2 separate regions of the Triticum aestivum genome follow, and region 1 is linked to region 2. A link is a contact called in public Hi-C data. All regions are on one chromosome and are shown on one strand. The core of a region is the stretch at or near the end of the contact, and the rest is flanking DNA. Distances in the headings are between cores, read along the strand shown.

What was found. Hi-C and Micro-C count contacts between places; a contact is called where the count stands out from the background.
Region 1: a contact with region 2 is called in a Hi-C map of leaf, with 6 times the contacts expected there. The contact joins the promoter of LOC123182226 here to the promoter of LOC123182222 in region 2. A contact is called at or near these places in 2 of 5 Hi-C or Micro-C datasets (both in leaf).

The regions. Positions count from the first base shown.
Region 1 is chr1D:381,626,908-381,629,926 of IWGSC CS RefSeq v2.1, reverse strand. LOC123182226 (PRA1 family protein A1) reads right to left here and starts at 1,591. Exons shown (of 7, transcript XR_006492069.1): 1 at 1,196-1,591; 2 at 291-331; 3 at 132-210.
Region 2 is chr1D:381,072,770-381,075,579 of IWGSC CS RefSeq v2.1, reverse strand. LOC123182222 (microtubule-binding protein TANGLED1) reads left to right here and starts at 1,314. Exons shown (of 3, transcript XM_044594727.1): 1 at 1,314-1,560; 2 at 1,661-1,803; 3 at 1,905-2,810. The coding sequence starts at 1,456. The coding sequence ends at 2,787.

The sequences.
Region 1 (3,019 bases), core at 342-2,841, 550 kb before region 2:
TCCACTACTTATGTATTATCTTTGTTAATCATGGTAAAGAGCGCATTTAACATAATAAACTAAAAACGATCTGAACAAAACTGAGTTACAAGCACAATGCAAGGAAAGCTATTAGTTAAGTACTCATATACCTGTCATTAAGAAAAGCAATGCTGAATCCAGTCATAAAAGCTGCAAGAATAGCAACTGGCTTCCAAAGGAAACCCAACCCTTCATATATAAAATGGAAACATGTCAAAACCAACCAAAAAGCAGGAAGATAAATAATCTTCAAATCATTCATTGCTTACCAAGAATGAACATGATCAAGATGAAATAGTTTGTCCTGTAGCTGTAGATCAAACAGAAGTTGAAAAAAGAACTTCAGCAAATGACAAAAACGAAGCCATATAAACCATGTCTTCAAAATAAACTTCCACAATGCTAACTTCATGAATTAATACTACTTTGGCAAGCATACTACTCCCTCCGTCCCAAAATAAGTGTCTCAACTTTGCACTAGCTCTAGTACAAAGTTGTAATAAGCTTGAGACAATTATTTTAGGACGGAGGGAGTAGTTAATATTTATCAGAATAATTATCCTTTTTTTTCATCTCACCAGCTCACCTAAGTTGAATCGAGCCCATATTTATACCGCTTTGCATCTAGAATCTGAATTCCACATGTTTTAAGTGAAAAAAATTAAAGTCTTGCTCTCATCTCACAGATCCAAGGATTCCAGCAAGAAATATCCAACATGATGCCTTCAACGTAAGTAGTGAAACTACATGGGAACCAAGCTACCTGCTACTCCTATGCACACTCTTAGCGACTAACATCGCAGTATACAATTGACATGCACATCTGTGCTCATCGAATTCTCTATTCAAACCTCTTAGCGCTGTTGATAAATATATTCTGAAGATCTTGAGAGATTTATCTACACTAACAGAAGGGCTATCAGAAGGAGTCTGAAGCACACGCATATGTCCTACCCTATTCCATTGCTGGGAAACACTGATGACCCTATCCATTCACCAATCAACTCAAAACACGCACAGATCCCGTGGAGCCACTCAAAACCTCGCCACGCCAGCACAAATCCCTGGCGAATTCGCCCAAACTTGTATCGGCCAGCCGGGTTGGCAGACAAATCGCGGATGCGCCGCCGGAGACGGTAAGACGAGTTAGAGGGGGGGAGGAGGCGGGTCGTACTAGTAGAGGTTGCACTTGAGGCGGCTGGTCCACTTGGAGTAGGAGCGGGGGACGGTGAAGCGGGAGAAGAACTCCGGGACGGGGCGCGGCGGCGTGGACCAGTCCACCTCCCGCAGCGCGGCCACCAGGTCCTCCGCCGTCACCGCGCTCCAGTCCATCGCCGATCCAATCCGCCCCGATGCCTCGGCTAGCGGGCGAACCGAAACCTGGCGGTCGGTCGGGCGGGCGGGCGGGTGAGACGGGCGGCGGGTCTCGGCGGGGACGGGGGCTGTTGGGTCGTGCGGGAGAGAGTTTCCTCGGCTTCGCTTCGATTTGGGGATTTTGGGAAGGAAGCTTTGCCGTGTCCGGAGAGGAGGAGGAGAGGAGAGGTCAGAGGACAGCAGAGATGCGTTTGCCCTCTGGGAGCGCTTTTGGGTGCTTTCCTTGGTCCGGCCTGGGAAAGCCGTTAAGGGACTGTTGGGCTATGCTACTGGGCCACCATCCGTCGGCCCGACAGAGTGAGGTCTCGTTTCTTTTCCCCTAATAAAAAGCGTATAAAAAAAAGAGCATATTTCTCAACTGTAAAGACAGCAGCATATTTATCTCCTCCTTAAAAAAAGAGAGGCAAATACAGAGTGCGGCGGTGCAGAGGCCGGGCTCCATTGAGCCCGTTTTGCCAAAATAAAATGAAAATATACTTAAAAGTTTCAAAAAAATATCAATTTTTTATACAAATACATATGCATGTTCGTCAAGTAGGTAAAAAGTTTCATCATGTAATTCAATTATTTGCATGCTACACAAAAAAGAGAAATATCTGGCCTAAAAACAACAAAGATAAAGCCTATTTAATCTGTGTATTTATCTTTTTCGTATACACTACATGAGAACATATATGTTCATAAAATTTTATACACGTATAATACTAATACATATGTATGTATATACTTTTTTCAGATTTTTTCAATATGTGGAAATAGTATTTTCGCTGAAAAAAAAGAGCTATGTGGAGCTCGGTCTCTGCGTTGCTTTTTTGGGCAAATACACCGATAATACATCAGGCTGAACAGGATGGTCACTCTGGTGCTTAAAATTGAAAAATACATGAAACTGACGGTTAAAATTGTTTCCCGATGCAAATACGATGCAACTCCAGTTTATAGACGCAGGAAGCGTCTATGTGGTGGCGTGCCAACGTGGTACCTGGCCCACTGTTAGTGACTGAAGCATCACATGTGTGCAAAAGAAAAACTGAATTAGTACTAAATTTGGTATAAAAAAAAAGGTGAAACACCACTACATCTCTATGACTGTGCGATCCCACGCGTAGGAAAATGATACGAAGGATAATTCGTGTGAAAAATACACACCACAGTGAATCAAACCCATGACCTCGAGCAGTCCCACCTATGGCGCAAGCCACAAGATAGTGAGCGTCACAATCAAGAATCATTTATCATTGATTGCAATTTTTTTATTGATGGCTTGCCAAGCTAACCATGTAGATAACGCTTCATGTGCATTTAGGATAGAAATACGGTCAGTGCTGCCCATTTTTGTGCAACAAGGATAAACACGGCTAATCCCGACCATTTTTTATACGTTAGATCTTTTTTCCTTTTTACTAGTTTTCAAAAAATTGTGTAAATTATAATGACAATAGTAAAAAATAAGTTAGAATATTCATGTGCTATACTAATATTGTACTATAATAATAATAACAATACCGGTGTTTCTAGGTTTTTGACTTTTTTACTGCCTACTATTGAAAAATTGCGTGGGTATCACAACATCTGTAGGTTGGTTTACTCCAGAAATTTTTTGATACATGTCCCACCACTTGCC
Region 2 (2,810 bases), core at 65-2,564:
TTTTTAAAAAAATCACACATATCAAAAATATGTGTATTTTAAAATATTTCATCATGCATTCGGAAAATGGTTTGACACATTAAAAAAAAGAAACATTTATTTGAAAATAATAATTATCATGTGTATGAAAATAATACCAAAACTATATAAATAAATTAGATATATACCAAAAGTGTACGATGCATTTGAAAAAAATAGACATCAAAACATGTATTTCAAATAATGTGCATCACTTATTTATTTTTGAAGTAGACATCAAAACATATATTTGAAAATATGTTATCATGTATTTGAAAAATATTACATATGTATAAACTGTACAATGTGTATGAAGAAAATGCTGACATGTATTGAAATAAAAAAAATACAAAAACTGATAAACTAGAAACCCAAGGAGTACCAAGAAACGCAGAAAACCAAAATAAAATAAAATTAAAACTAGTATAAAACTAAAATAGAAAAAAATTAAAAATAGTGAAAGCCGTAAATGAAAACACAGCAAAAGAAAGAAAAGGAAAAAAATAGTAAAAGCCAAGCCAGTTGGTCTGAAAAAAACACTATACAATGCCCGAGCGGGCATTCGCTACAACAACCCATGTGAGCGAACGCGCTAACCAGAAACCTGATTGCTAGGCCGACCCATACACACAAACCAGTCGATTTAGTGACCACAGTATTTAAGATGGATGTAAAATTGTGCAAGATTAGTTAATCACATGATGATTGGTACTCCCTCTATAAAACATTCGAAACTGCCTAGCGTACGATGATTTTTCATACGATTTTCATACGACAAGACACAGGCATGTTTTCCGAGGTTTGGGCCCACACCATGAGATGAGTCTGGTCGTACAAAAATCGTAAGAATTTCTGTCGTACGTATAACAGCTCTCTAAAACATTATAAGAGCCCGACCCACACTTTTATATTTTTTTACGAAGGGAGTAATTCAGACTGTATCAAACATTTCTTGCCAAACCTTAACAGCCGCAATCTTTGGCAAACTTGAAAGAAGAAGAAAACGGCACAGTCCTTGGCGAAATTGAAATCCCAACCACATTATTTCCAATAATTTATTTTTCGCTGCAAAATCAGCTGGCCCGGCCCCTGTGCAAAATTGAAATCCCAACCATATTTTTCACTGCCTTTATTTGGAATGCGTACACTTATTAGCTGGCCCGGCCAGATATCAATTCCCATCACGTGGCAAAATTTCCGTATGTACACGGTAGGGTGGGCCCCGCTGCGCTTATTACGCGACCCAGCTGTGCCGCTCAAGAAAGTTCCGTCCCCCCCTCAGTTACTTCCCCCGAGACTCCAAGAGCGAACTAGCCGTTGGGCCGGGGCGACCGTTACCAGTCGTCCGTCTCTGCTCTCTACAAACCCGCACCTGCTGCTCATCATCAGCCCCCTCGCTCACCGCCCAGGCCAGGCAGCAACCGCCGCACGACCACCATGGTCGCCAGGAGCCCCAACGCCAAGCCGGACCGGCAGACGGCGGCCGCCGCCGCCGCCGCCGCCGCGCTCAACCCCGCCCTCGTCAGGGAGACCCTCAAGAAGGTAAGGAGCATGCAGGATCTCGATTTCATCAAGTTTTGGGGAGAGGTTGTGGCACGGGTCTTGATGGATTTGATGGGTTTGGGGGCGCGCGCGCAAGCAGATGGACCGGTGCATGGCCCGGCTGCAGGAGCTGCAGTACACGGTGGCCGGCGGCGCCAAGGTCGTCTCCGGGGTCAGCCTCAGCCCGCGCAGCACCCGCGGCTACCTCCGCACCAGCATCCGCTGCAAGCAGGAGACCGTCAGGCAAGTCCCTCTCTCTGTCCACTCTGCCGCCCGGCCCCAACCGGGATGGTTCGATCTCTGCTTTCGCTGACGTTGCGGTGCGCGAATTGATGTCTTGGCAGGATGAGGGGGACGCCGGCGCGGAGCGGATCCCCCAAGGGCAAGTTCGGCGGCGGCGAGGGCGCGGCCCAGTGGCGCCGGATGTCGCTGCCGGCGATGCTCCTCGGCGAGACGGTGCTGGAGATCGTCCAGGCCAGCCAGTTCGCCCGGGACATCGTGGCGGTCGCCGATCCGCCCAAGACCCCGATGCCCGTCGCGAGGACCAGGAAGGCCACCGCGGAGCAGACGCCGCTCCGGGCCCGCCGCGCCAAGGAGAAGCAGAGCCAGCGCGGCACGGCGGGGGCCGAGGCCGGCACGCCGCCGTCGCGCGCGCGCGTCCGCTCCCGGATACAGTTCAAGCCCACCTCGCCACTCGGCCGCCCGTCACTGTCGGCGGCGAACAGGGTGTCCCCCAAGAACCGGCCTTGGGGCAGGAAGACGGTGATGTTCCCCAACCCAACATTCGTCGCTCCCGCCTCCTCCACCGCGTACGCCTCGCCGTCGGCCACAAAGAAACAGAAGCGGTCGAACAAGACTCGGTCCCCTGTCAAGGCCGCGCAGACGCCGCACAAGTTCCTGGTCAAGACGCCTCCGAGTGCTCTTGGGTCCAAGCTGAAAAGCCATGGCAAATTGCTGCCTAATTCAAGACCCGTCGCCGTGTCGCCGCCAGGGAAAGCACAGGCGGCGTCCGGAAAAACCCGGCGGTGCTCGTTCTCGCCGTCCAAGTTGGCCACAAGGCTCGTTTCACCAATAAAGGCGAGGTTATCCTTCATCTCGCCAATGAAATCGAGGACGTCGTCGCTGAGGTGCCGCGACGGCGGCGGCGTCGGCGGCAGCATGATGAGTGGGCTCAAGCAGCGACCCATCGTCAACTTGACGGCGCGGACTGTCAGGATATCATCTTGATGCGAGGCGATCAATTTAATCGT